Linked DNA regions of Mus musculus: region 2 is linked to region 1. A link is a contact called in public capture Hi-C data. All regions are on one chromosome and are shown on one strand. Each heading gives the region's core, a stretch centred on a gene start, on an enhancer-like site or on the middle of the called end of the contact. The rest is flanking DNA. Distances are from core to core; before and after follow the strand shown.

Region 1 (6,844 bases), core at 2,008-4,507:
CACCACATCATATGCAAACACATACTACACTATACATACCACAATATATTCACACACACTATACACACTACCACCACCACAAATACACCACGCTATGCATAGCACATATACACTCACACAAGGTTAAGGAAAAGTGTGTCCTCACTCTGTATGTGCTGCAAGCACTATGTGCACCTGTGCCTGTGTATGTACATTTGCATTGTCACTATTCGGAGGTGTGGCCTTGTTGGAGTGGGTGTGGCCTTGATGGAGTGGGTGTGGCCTTGTTGGAGGAAGTGTGTCTCTGTCCAGGGGATGGTTTTGAGACCCTCTACTTAGCTGTCTAGTCTTCTCCTGGCTGCCTTCCAATCAAGATGTAGAACTCTCGGCTTCTCCAGCACCATGCCTACCTAGAGACTGCCATGCTTCCTGCCTTGATGATAATGGACTGAATCTCTGAACCTTTAAGCCAGCCCCAGTTAAATGTTGTCCTTTATGAGAGTTGCCTTGGTCATGTGTCTCTTCACAACAATGAAACTCCAAGACAGTTGTGCATGAATGTGCTAAAAGGTCCAGGGTTGAGCCACCCTGACTGTATTCTGTCCCAGGCCAGGCTTAATATCCAATGCTGCCACCAAGGAGGTTTGATGTGTGTGCAGCCTTTGGCTCTGCTTTCATGCTGTTCTTGGCAGCTTGGGGAAGGGTTCTCAGTCCCCAGGTGACTTCTCCCTTCTCCAAACTCTCCATGAAGCACAAGGTTGTGAATAGTTGCTGCCCCACCCTGTCCCAAGAGAGCTTGACATCAGGCAGCCTTCTTGCACTAGGGTCTGTAAGCCCTGTACCCACACCTGTCTTCCTAGCACTGTGGAAGACGAGGCAGGAGAATCAGGGGCACATGGCTATTCTCTGCTATAGAATGACCTTGAGATCGGTCTGGGCCACACAAAGCCCTGTCTCAAAACAAAAATAAATAAGCAAGGCTCTGTACCTGGACTGTTTTAGGGGCAAGAATGCTTGGACCCTTACCTGGCTTCGGGCTGAGCCTGGGGAACCCCAATGGCTTCATAGATAGGAGAATGCCATTTTTGATTTATCATCCCATCTCCATCTTCAGATGCTTAGTACTTGCTTTTTGAATACTTAGGGTTTTTTCCTTTCACTTTGTGTGTATGTGTGTTTATGTATGTGCACGCATATGTGTAAGTATGTGTACAGGAGTGCAGGTGCCCACAGAGGCCAGAGGAGTTGGATTCCACTGAAGCTGGAGTCATAGGTGATTATGAGCCACCTACCTAATGTAGGTGCCAGGAATTGAACCCCACCCCACCGAGCCCTATGGACTCAGCGATCTTCCTTTTTTGGTTTAGTTTGGTTTTGGTTTTTCAAGACAGGGTTTCTCTGTGTAGCCCTGGCTGTCCAGGAACTCACTCTGTAGACCAGGCTGGCCTTGAACTCAAGAGATCTGCCCGCCTGCCTCTGCCTCCCGAGTGCTGGGATTATAGGCTTGTGCCTCCACCACTCTGCTGCTCCGCAGTTTTTAAAACAAAGGTACCACAAACTACATCGCAAATCTGGAGTTCTTGTTTGTAAAGAACAGTGATCTCCCAGCTGCTTGGGAGCCTGGAGTGCCACGATAGCTTCATTGCTGTCTGCTCTCTTACCCGAGGAGGCCTGCTACCTACGTCCTTTCCATTTTCGGCCCTATGTGTGTGTGTGTGTGTGTTCCTCTTGAGACAAGAAGGCCCAAGAAGTTGTACCTGCCTCTGTACAGTATAGCTGACCCAGACAAGACTCACCTCTGGGTCACATCTCATTAGGTGTCCAGTCAGCAAGATGGCAGATGCAGGAAGGGAGGATTCTGTCTATTGTTGTAAGGTGTCTTTCCTTCCCTGCCCATCTCTGTGCCTTGACCCATGAGGAAATGAGGGCCCTTTCAATAAGGATGTCTGCACTGCACCCTGCGTTAATCAAGACAGCTACCAACTGGTGGTCTTCCCTGAACTGCTCCTCAGCCTGTGCTAAGAGAGAGGAGACTCCCGCCTCTGGAGTGCATAGCAAACCTGCTGGACCACAGCAGAGGGGAGGACAACGCTTGGCAAAACCCAAGAAGTACTCAGCAGAAAAGGAGATGGACTTAACCCACTCATATCTACCCACACCCTGCCCTTAGTCTTCTGTACTTTGGGCACTGGTATGATCCCATTTCATAGACAGAGAAGGTAAATGGGGGCGGGGGTACGTCTAATCTGAGTATCCTCTCTGCTTGCAGGAACTGCTGAAGATTGAGGGCAGGATGGCCCCAAGGGAAAACTGATGGAGGCTGTTGAGAGGTACGGATGCCTACGTGCATCTAGGGCACACTCCTGAGGGCCTGTCCCATCTGCCCTTCCACAGACCCTCCTCTGACTCTTCAGGACGACTGTCCTGATACCCTTTGAACTCTCCTGGGGGAAACGTCTGGCTTCTCTGCAGCGGGGAAAGCTTCAGATTGATAAGCGATAACCTTGGACTTGTGGGTTCCCGGGAGGGGAGGGAGGTGAAGCACATTGAAGCCCTGCGTAAATTAGGATGGCTCAGATTGTACTATGATTAAAATTCAATAAAGAACTGGGTGTGGAGATCCACGCCTGTAATCCCGGCCCCCGGAGGCTAAAGCTGAGGCTGCAGGATCGAGAGTAGGAGGCCAGTCTGGGCCACAGAGTGAGACTCTGTCACGAAACAGACAACTAAACAAAACAACAACAACAATAAGAACAACAGTAGCAACAAGCACACCCACTTATTAATTGAGGCCCCTTGCTACCTTGCCAGATCCCTTTACATCCGAAGGTAAGTTCACTCAGAGTACTGTTGCCTGCTTCTGAGCATGGGACAGGTGGTTCTGAAGAGGGCAGAGAGAGAAGGCATAGGCTGTGACCTGACTACACAGTCCCTGGGTAAGCACCTTTGCTCATACAACTGTTTGCTCTCATTTGTTTTGAGACAGGGATTCTCACAGCCCAGAAGGCCTCAAACTCACTAGGTAAACCAGGATTGGCATCAAATTCTTGATACTCCAGACTCTGTTTCCAGAGTGCCAAGATCATAGCAGACATGTACTACCATGCCCAGTCCAAGCTTAAAAAAAAAAAAGTGAACACCTTAAAAAATTCCTATTTTCCAGTTCCCCATTGTCTCAATTAGCATGCTAATTTAACTGCCAAAGATTTTGAACAACCCCTGTGAGCCACGCCCCTTTCTCTGCTCCAGGGCTAAATAGTTCAGCTCCATCCAGTATGCTCTAAAACCCTCACCCCAGCTAGCCTTGTTTAAGTGCCCTTCAAAGCATGTACCCTGGAGAAGCATCCCCCCTCTCTGCTTCCCCCCTGCTATAAGCCCCATCTGGAATGAAGTGGGTGGGAACCCCACGGAGTGGGGCAACTCCCTAAGAAGAGAGTGAGTGAGCCTAGACTCTGAGGCCAAGATCTCCCTCCAGCAAGGTAAAGACCTCTAGCCTCCCACAAGCCCTGAACGTGCAGGTCAGAGGTCCAGGGGTCTTGGCAATAAGGAACCTCAAAAAAAAAAAAAAAAAAAAAAAAAAAAAAAACCTCAGTCTTGGGCAGAGCTAGGTCAGTCAGGACTTTAGGCTCCAGAATTGGCCACAAAGCAGAGATTACTGAAATCCTTAGGAGTCCACAAATCTTTCCAAGGTCATGGGGCCATTTGGGACCAAATGACATGAGTATAGTCACATAATTTCCAGGGTGATCCCCAGGTCGTATGGATACCTGGGGAATCACATGACTTCTCGTGGAAGTTTGAATTCCTTCCACTGCCTCTGCATGCCAGACGAGTCCTTCCCTAAGCCGTCTTCTCCATCTGTGAAGTGAGAAGAAAATGTCCCCATAGCTCCAGCTCTGCAGTGAGGACACCAGGAAAGGATGATGAAGGACGGTCCCATTGAGGCCCAGGGAAGTTCAGGACAGCATCAGCATCAGACGGTCCCTCAGATAAAGCAGACTTGATAGTGAGTGTCTGTGGGTCCATGAAAGTTTGAGGCTAGCTTGGGCTACATCGTGAAAAATGTGATAAAAAAAAACAATTGACAGCAACAAAAAGATGTTCATTGTGCTGTTTAATTATAATCCTAGGGGAGGTGGAAGCAGGAGAATTAAGGACTCAGGTGTCAGCCAGATAGTCAGGAGGCAAAGGCAGGCAGATGTCTAGTTCTAGAACAGCCGGGGCTACACAGAGAATATCTGTCTCAAAAAAAAAAACAACCGATCAACCAACCAACCAACCAACCAAACAACCAACCAAACAACCAAACAACCAACCAACCAACAGCTTAGGCCCTGTGTGATCAAAGCCACCTTACAAGCCAGGCATGGTGAGCCAGCGGCACAGGTCCATCATCCCAGCACTCAGAGGCAGGAGCAGGATCATGAGTTCAAGGGTAGGATACCATCTCCAACCACAAACAAGCTGCCTTAAGCACATAGCAATCCAGTGCTGTTGGTGCCCCTCTGTAGAAGAGGAAACAGGAACCGAATATCAGGCCTGGGGTCAGACAGTGGGTAAGTGGCCGAGCAAGGATCTGAACCCAGGAAGGCTGTCTAGCTTTTGCAAGCAGCTTCCAGGCCTATAGGGAAAGGGGTGGGGGTGGGAGGGAGTGTAGCACAGCACCACATATCTAGGTCACCCTGTCAAGAGGAGCAGGAGCAAGGGAAGAGTCTGGCCTCAGAAGCTGCAGCCATGAACCAAATGACCAGGGTGACCTGGAGAGGAGGCAGGGAGCCAGCCGCCCACAGCAGGTGACAGGGTGAGGCACCTGGCACAGCTCTAAGAATGAAGGGTGAAGACAGGTTATGTATGGGACCGCCCCACTGGCTGGCATCAACAAGGCACTGCAGTCTCCAGGGTGCTCCTCCCTATGGGGTCACAGCCCTCAGCCAGGAATCCATCTCTTAGGACAAGACCTCGCATCACTTGGAGCTGTCTCTCCTCCCTCTCACCTTTGTGATCAAAACCTCCTGACCCTTGCTTTTCTTGGGCCAGACTGCCCGGTGTGCCACCCCTCCAGACAGCCTTCACAGGTCACTGTAGCTCACAGTAATTCCTGCCTCCCTCAGCGTTCAGCCGACAGAAAGCTGAGAACCAGTGATCTGACTCGGTGGATAAAGGCACTTCTCACCAAGCTTGACAACCCGAGTGTGATAGTGAGAGGAAAGAATTGATTCCCTAAAGTTGTCCTCTGTGTGTTTACATTTTACACACACACACACACACACACACACACACACACACACACACACACACACAGAGCGCAGATAGATAGATAGATAGATAGATAGATAGATAGATAGATAGATAGATAGATAGGTAGATAGATAGATGATAAATGGATGGATGGGTGGGTGGGTAGATAGATAGATGTAATTGGGGGGGGGGGTTGAGACAGGGTTTTTCTGTGTAGCCCTGGCTGTCCTGGAACTCACTCTGTGGACCAGGCTGGCCTCAAACTCAGAAATCCACCTGCCTCTGCTTCCCAAGTGCTGGGATTAAAGGCATGCGCTACCACTGCCGGGCTTAGATGTAATTTTTTTAAAAGATTTATTTATTTTATATATGTGAGTACACTGTCTTCAAACACAACAGAAGAGGGCATCAGAACCCATTACAGATGGTTGTGAGCCACCATGTGGTTGCTGGGAATTGAACTCAGGACCTCTGAAGGAGCACTCAGTGCTTTTAATCACTGAGCCATCTCTCCAGCCCGATAGCTGTCATTTAAAAGCAGAACTAACTGGAGAGCCAGGCATGGTAGGACACATGCTTATACTCCCAGCACCTGAGAAGCCTGAGAAGGAGGAACTTTAATTTGAGGCCAACCCCCAGCCTAATCTGCATGGTAATACGCTTTCTCAAAAGAGGATGGGAGGAATGAAGAAGGGGTAGGGCAGCTGGGAGATGCTTGCCCTCTTTGGATGAAGTCTGGAGTTCTGGGTCAGTCCCCAGCACTGCATAACACAAACTGTGATTGCATAAGTCTATAATCCTAATTTGGAAGGTAGAGGCAGGAGGATAACAAGTTCGTCCTTAACTACATGATAGGGTCTAGGCCAGCCTATGTTACATGAGACCATGTCTCAAAAAGCTAAGAAAAAAAAAACAAAAAACAAAATAAAGCCTATTTCAGATTCCCAGAACTCATTGTTAGCATTCTGTCTAAACTCCGCCCCACAGTTACCTGGCAACAGTCAGGTATGCTCTGCCCCACAGTTACCTGGCAACAGCCAGGTATGCCTGGCTCACTATAAAAGGGGCTGCTTGCTCACCTCCTTCTCTCTTGCCTTCTTGCTCCCTCTCTGTCCCCTCACCCCTTTCCCCTTCTCTCCCCAATCCCTCCCGCCCCCCATGTGCTCATGGCCAACCTCTACTCCTCTATTCCTCTACTTCTCTTCTTCTTCTTCTTCTTCTTCTTCTTCTTCTTCTTCTTCTTCTTCTTCTTCTTCTTCTTCTTCTTCTTCTTTCTTCTTCTTCTTCTTCTCCTCCTCCTCCTCCTTCTCCTCCTCCTCCTCCTCCTCTTCTTCCTCCTCCTCTTCCTCCTCCTCCTTCTTCTTCTTTCTTCTTTTTTTTGGGGGGGGGGTTTGTTTGTTTGTTTTTCAAGACAGGGTTTCTCTGAGCAGCCCTGGCTGTCCTGGAACTCACTCTGTAGACCAGGCTGGCCTCGAATTCAGAAATCCACCTGCCTCTGCCTCCCAAGTGCTGGGATTAAAGGCGTGCGCCACCACCGCCCGGCCAGGCAGATTTCTGAGTTCAAGGCCAGCCTGGTCTACAGAGTGAATTCCAGGACAGCCAGGGCTGCTCAGAGAAACCCTGTCTC
Region 2 (6,844 bases), core at 1,937-4,436, 880 kb after region 1:
CAGCCTGGTCTACAGAGTGAGTTCTGGGCTGGGTGGCATGCCTCATGCTGAGTCCAGACTAGCTCTCAAGTTTTGTTTTTCCTTCAGGGGTGCATGAGGAGTCACCTCGTGGTGCCAGTCCTGTGGATAGAAGGTTTTTTTCCCAGTGACACTAGGTCATGGTCAGTCCAGGATTTAGGTTATGTTTTCTTCCCCACTTCCTATGACCTTGAGGAAACCACGTGTTCTCTGTGTGGCAGCTTCCTCATCACGAGATGTGGGGTAACCGTGTAGCCACACAGAGCTAGAAGTAAGGTGAGGACACATGAGGCAGATAGGAGAGTGAGGAAGGGAAGCCCCAGCTGTAGTGCATGGGGCAAGGATGGCCATGGATGAGAAACAGGTAGTGAGTGGGTGCTGACATAGCAACACCAGGCACGCCCTTCACCTCCAGGGCTGCATCCTACCTCCTTTGATGACAGTCAGTACCCGGTCCAGGTTTATGGGAAGGTATGTGGTCTCTTGGGAGCCCTGGGAAATACCATGGTGACCTCTCTCCTCTTCCCTCCTGCCTGCTTTCATGCCTGTATGATTGACAGATTTTCAGGAAGGAAAAAGGCCACTTAGCTGGAAGGGAAGGTCAAGAGAAGGTCTGAGGGAGCCAGGCTTCTACTCCTAAAGGCCCAGAGAGAGTGAGCAAATTCAGGGCCCATAATTAACCAGGCACGGCAGGCAGTAAAGGTCCTTACTCAGGAAGGGAGAGGAGGGGGTCCCTTGGGTTGGACCACTGGCGGAGACAGAGGAGCAGGTGGACAGAGAAAGTGTTATACTGTGCAAAGCCTCATGCCTCACTAGACCTACTAAGTGACTGCCTCTTTAAGCCCCTGAGACCATGTTTTTTTTTCTTTCAGCTACCATTGGAAGCCACAGGCAAACACCAGGAGCCTGGACTTTAGGAGTTATCGCTGCTTCCACTGTCTCCTGAAACCCTGCCCTGCCCCCACCTTGCCTTCACCCAGCCCCTGCCACTGGCTCACTGCCCTGGACGGCCCTGCCTGCTGCCGGACCCTGGCATGTCAAGGCCTGGCCTGCACTTGCCTGCCCAGCCCGCGGAACCCCAGCGGCCCCGCGAGCTAGGATGAGGGGCCAGGCTGCTGCCCCGGGCCCCATCTGGATCCTTGCTCCACTCCTGCTGTTACTATTGCTATTGGGGCGCTGGGCGCGCGCTGCCTCTGGGGCAGACATAGGGCCTGGGACAGAGCAGTGCACCACGTTGGTGCAGGGAAAGTTCTTCGGCTACTTCTCGGCGGCTGCTGTATTTCCGGCCAACGCCTCACGCTGCTCTTGGACCCTTCGCAACCCGGACCCTCGTCGTTACACGCTCTACATGAAGGTGGCCAAGGCACCTGCACCCTGCAGCGGCCCCGGCCGAGTTCGTACCTACCAGTTCGACTCTTTCTTGGAGTCTACACGCACCTACCTGGGTGTGGAGAGCTTTGACGAAGTTCTGCGGCTCTGCGATTCCTCTGCACCCCTCGCCTTTCTACAGGCCAGCAAACAGTTTCTACAGATGCAACGCCAACAGCCACCCCAAGACGGTGACCTCGGACCCCAGGGCGAGTTCCCCAGCTCTAGTGACGACTTCTCCGTGGAGTACCTGGTGGTGGGCAATCGCAACCCCAGCCATGCTGCCTGTCAGATGCTGTGTCGCTGGCTGGATGCCTGTCTAGCCGGCAGCCGCAGCTCACACCCCTGTGGCATCATGCAGACTCCCTGCGCCTGCCTGGGTGGAGATGTTGGAGACCCTGCTTCCAGCCCCTTGGTCCCCCGTGGGGACGTCTGCTTGAGGGACGGCGTAGCTGGTGGCCCTGAGAACTGCCTCACCAGCCTGACCCAGGACCGGGGTGGGCACGGCTCAGCAGGTGAGTGGAATCCAGAGAACCTTGTACAGTTCTGCAGCAGATGAAATGAGAGCGTGAGGGAGAGTGCAGTCCCCGAGGCTGGGGTCTGTTCGGGGCAACTCTTTTGTCATCCGGGTTGAGAGACCATGTGTAGAATTCAAATTGCCAATGGCTCTTCGTTCCCAGGATAGAAAGCCCAGCCCACATAGGGCGTGGCATGTGAGTGAGGGAGGGAAGAAAGGATCCGTAGCCAGTTTCCTCAAGCCACTTCCTCGGTTTAAATCTTCCACATGGGAGCACACTAATCTTCAACAACGACATTTTCCAGCATCCCTAGGGTACAGTACCTGGTGTCTGGGGACTAAAGTGGAGGTCAGCACCTCCCCAGGGTGGCGCATGGGAGCACGCATAGACAGAGTACTCACAGGGCTGTTGCCAGGAGGTAAGGTTTTGGGGCTCAGTGTAGCATGTCTATAGCAGCTGCCACTGAGGTGTGATAGTGAGAGCAGGGACACAATGCCATCCTTGGCCAGTGACCACAGGAAGAAGACACACTACCCAACAGTATGTAGCCATCCCAGGCAGAACCAGGGTATCAAGGACACCCAGAAACCCAGTGTTGAGAAAACCATTACCTTTACTCATGGGCTGGAGACCTGAGGACAATGGCCTCAGGATGGCAGGGTCCAGGCCTGATGGGGATGCAAGGGGTTGATGACTGGTCATGGTGCTAACAGTGTATCTTTATGAGTGTCGTATCTGTAACAAGAGGTAGGCCCTGCCTGCTGTGTGACCTGGAGGATAGCAGAGGTAGGGCTGTCCAAGATTTGAGCTGGAGAAACGAGCTGAGTCAACATCAAGGGGACATTGGGGAATAGGAAGACAAGTCTATTCATTGATGGTGTGTAGGGCCAAGGCAAGGCCTGACTGAGAACCTGATGCCAGGAGATCTAGAGTGAAATGCTGACGCCCGTAGGGCATCCCTCAGCCTTAAGCGTTTCAGAGGCCACAAGGCCATTCAGGCTGCAAAGGAATTTTCTAACCCCAGGCACATTTCTGGTCAAGGCCCTATGACAGGTCCCAGGTCTGGATCTCTGTGAGACCTAGGCTGAGGCGACCTCTTCAGGGTCCTCAGACGAAATTCTGAACATTCTGTCATTGTGATGGGAAGAAAGGGTGGAGGACCAGCCTTCCTGCCGTTTAGGCTGGAGGTCATTGTGACCTTGACAAAGGCGGGTTTCATTGTGTGACAGGAATGGGAGTGAGACCAAAGGGAACCCTGGAAGAATAGAGAGATGGGGTGGGAAGATGCAGGAGGATGGGGCCAGCTGTCACAAGCAGACCTGGCCATGTACCATACTCTGCCACTCCCCATCATTTAACCACCGTGAGCATTGGTTCCTACATCTGCAAAACAATTCTTGGGGTTGCATCACCACTTGATTTTTATTTGTTTCTGACTGGGGCCACAGTCACACCCCCTGGGCAGCAGCCTGACCTCAGTGGAATACTGGGGCAGCTACTGTGCCAGGGAGCTGCTGGATGTTGCTCTAAACCCCTTGGCCCAGCTGCCAGCAGCCAAGGCCTTCAGGGCTGGCATGATAGATGCTGGAGGCACCAAATGGAGGTGCTTGTGTGCTATGGGGCCGGGGGCAGTGTGTAGCTGCATTTATTTCCTGAGGAATGAGTATGTGAATGCCTTTGCTGCGGGAGCCGTGAAGTGGCCAGGTTTCTCTGTGGAGTGTTTACATGACCTTGAGAACAGAAGGACTTTGGGAGGGCTTGGTGCAAAGGAGTGAGGTACCGGGACTCCTCACAGGAGCCTGGATGGGGAGGTGGCTGGTGTTGGCCTGGTCATTTGCAGTGGGAAGGAGGAGGGAGGAGGAGGAGGAGAGGTTTGGTGCAACTGATGGACTGTGGATAAAAGGGTGTGGAGGCAGGAAGAGCAAGCCTGGCCCCATCAGGAATGAGGACATCCATGTGGGACAGAGGAAGCAGGACTGCAGATGCAGCTTAAGGACGATTCTAAGGGCAGAGTAGAACTCGAGGCTGAGACGTGTGTGACCCAGGTCGTAGGGTATGTGAGCATAGCCCTGGCCCCTGGTGAATGTGTACAGGCCCAGGCTAGAACATCGGCCTTGGAACCCCACTTTGGAGTCTTGGGTCTGACCCTGGCTCACCTGTGTTTCTAGGCCAGCCCAGCCCCTCAGTTCTCCTCTCTGGGGGCCTGAGAATGCCTTCTTCTGTCTCTGTGAGGGTAAGAGTGGGGTGAAGCAGCCAATGGCGAAGGGTTGGTGTTCTTGTTTATTGCTAGGCCCACTCTGGGGACCTAGGAGCAGAGGCAGACAGAGGCAGGGGTGTGTTCAGGTTGAACTTGGGCAGTTTGAGCATCAGGTCAGTATATGGATTCTGACAGTGTTGGCAGGTAGTACTCAGAGGCAAGTGGGAGGAGGTGTGTGTGCATGAATGTACATATATGAATTGTACATGTGTGTATGGTAGGGTGTACTTTGTGCACACATATGTACATGCATACATATGTGTATGGTGGCTACACCCATATATGAATACATATATAGTGTATTTTGCACATATGTGTTCATGTAATCACATGTTCACATGTATAACACATGAAAACCCAGTGGGTATACCGGTTTGATTATTGTGTTTGCAGTGTCTTGCATTTATATATGTATACTCTCATGTATGTATGCCAGCATTGTGTGAGCCCACATATGTCTTTGTTTATTGCTAGGCAGACTCCTAGTAATACGCCAAAAAATTTGTATGTGTACATGTGTGAACATGTGGGTGTTTATGCAGCACATTGTAACTGTATATGTGTCTGTGGGTGTATGTATATATGCCAGGTATGTATGTACCCAGCACTGAGCATGTAGGCTTGTGTGTGCATGGTGAGTATGTGTATGTGTATCCAGGGTGGGCTCTGTCTGTTTGACTTGCTTGGCTGCTGGTCTATTGGAAGATAGTTTGGAGAACACAAGGGCTAGGCCCCAGCATATGAGGCAGAGGGTGCGTTCTCATGTGTAGGGTAGACTGACCACTCAGCTCACATAAGGTGCCTGCATCCTGCATGCAGACTCTGTCACTTCCTGGCCGTGGGAGGGGAAGGAGCCCAACGGTGACAGCAATGGCTGTCACTGAGTGCAGACTTTGTTCTAGAAGTGTCACCTAGAGGTGAGTTCCTGCTTCCTATGGCCATGAGTTAGGCCCCAGCAGACGCTGTCCCTGCCTTGGTCATCTTTTCACAGTTGCTCTGCCTCCTGAAGATCCCTCCTTAACCCCTCCCTAGGCTCTCCCCTGTAGCATTGTGTGTCCTGCCCAGTAAAACACCTTTTCCCTTTCTGCCTTCCCTGACAAGTATCACTTTCAAACATGCCGTACAACTCCTCCAGTGGGCCTCTTACTCACCGCCTATGTTAATATGTGAGCAACACAGACACTGGGCACACCCCATTCATTGATGCTTCCCAAGTGTGGAGGACTGGGCTTAAAGATGGCACTCAGCACATGCTTGTGAAATCGGGCCAGAGGTAGTAGGTTACATAGCTTGTAAGAGAGGACTAACCGCAGACTACCAGGTGACATCCTATGCACTGAGCTCTGCCTCGGTGGTGGCAGTGGCTAAGGACGCAAGTTAGGCAACTTTTCATGCTGAGTCAGGTTGTGCAGCTGACTCTCCGCTCTTGACTGCTGAGCTCTGTGCCCAGGGCCTTTGCCCTCACTGTCTTCTGGGAGCGGGCAAGCTTGGGCACCCATCCCCTCCTAAGTCAGGCAATGTCCAGCTGACTTGGAGAGACAGCAGGCATCCCACTGAGTGTGTGGCCCGATTTCAGCCCTGCCCTCCACACAAGGCCTGTCCAAGTGCCACATGGCCATGTCACACGTTGGATTCTAGGCTAAGGCAACTGTGCCTGCTGCCTAGTCTTCTAAGGCTGCCAGGCCCTCGTACCAACTCTTGTTATGCACTGTCCCCAACTCCCTGTCTCTCTGTTTCCTCCTCCATCTCTCTCATGTCTCTGCTGCTGGTGAGATGAATCATTTTTTCTCAAGGGCTGCTTTAAATATTCATGTTTTAATTAAAGAATATTATTGCAGAAATGACATGTAAGATAATGAAAAAGCAGGATTCTGGGGGGTGGGGCCTGGGAGTTCCTGGGAGTCTGTGAGTGTGTCTCTGTGTGTTCTTGCGTGTCACTGTGTGTCATCGTGTGCTGCTGTGAGTGTGGCCCATGAGCCCTTGTATATCTCTCTGAGTTTGTCCCTGTGAGTGAGTGTGTCCTGTGCCTCCCATGTGTTCCCATGACTGTGTTCCTGTGTTTCCCTGTGAGTATCCTTGGATGTATATGTTCATGTGAGTGTATTCCTGTGAGTGTTATTGTGGGTGTGCATTCCAGCATATATTTGAGCCCTAGTGTGTATGCATTGCTAAATGTGTCTGTGTGCACTTGCCTGAGGTGGAAGGCTGGGTTGAGTCTCCTGGTTGAGTCAGGGTGTGCACATATGCTACACCGTCCTAGGAACCCTGGAATGCCCAGGGGCTCATGACTTCCTAAAGACTAAAGCAGATCCCCTCACTGTGCCTGCAGCCCTGGTTCTCCTTGGCCAGGGATTCCCCCAAATTCTATGCATCTCTGTCCCTCAAGACACCCAAGAGGAGGTGAGGCAGTGTGTAGCAGTAGAGGCTGAGCCTAGGGGGAGCCTCTAGGTGTGGTTTGGGCTTCATTGGAGTTTGTAGGGGTGACGAGGGTAATAGAGAGGTACCATGGTCCACTATGAAGATTCTGTTGCCATCTTGGCTCTGTGTGTGTGTGTGTTCGTGTGCACATGCACACACACACATTTTAGAAAAATATAGAAAGCAGGCTTAAGTGCACATCATAGACAACTCTCCTAGAAGGAAAGAACAGGATAGGGTCCTGTGGAAATGCTGGATGTGGTGA

What was found. Capture Hi-C pulls out chosen DNA fragments and counts their contacts.
Region 2: a contact with region 1 is called in a capture Hi-C map of embryonic stem cells, with 2.3 times the contacts expected there. The contact joins two enhancer-like sites. A contact is called at or near these places in 2 of 39 promoter capture datasets (hippocampal neurons and liver), 2 of 15 datasets of contacts at CTCF or cohesin (large pre-B cells and pro-B cells), 1 of 484 Hi-C or Micro-C datasets (embryonic stem cells), 6 of 115 datasets of contacts at active chromatin or transcription factors (acute myeloid leukemia, astrocytes, embryonic stem cells and 2 more) and 1 of 9 other capture datasets (embryonic stem cells).

What each region holds. Positions count from the first base shown.
Region 1 is chr15:73,649,749-73,656,592 of GRCm38.p6, forward strand. No RefSeq gene overlaps it. Among named protein-coding and RNA genes, the nearest start is that of Slc45a4, 28 kb to the left of the region's middle. Within about 2 kb of position 3,258, at least 10 of the 459 cell types and tissues checked have an H3K27ac peak or open chromatin away from gene starts, as enhancers often do. A contact at or near this core is called in embryonic stem cells, where this site is marked.
Region 2 is chr15:74,528,040-74,534,883 of GRCm38.p6, forward strand. It overlaps Adgrb1 (adhesion G protein-coupled receptor B1), which reads left to right. Exons shown (of 31, transcript NM_174991.3): 2 at 891-1,901. The coding sequence starts at 1,118. Among named protein-coding and RNA genes, the nearest start is that of Adgrb1, 15 kb to the left of the region's middle. Within about 2 kb of position 3,187, at least 10 of the 459 cell types and tissues checked have an H3K27ac peak or open chromatin away from gene starts, as enhancers often do. A contact at or near this core is called in embryonic stem cells, where this site is marked.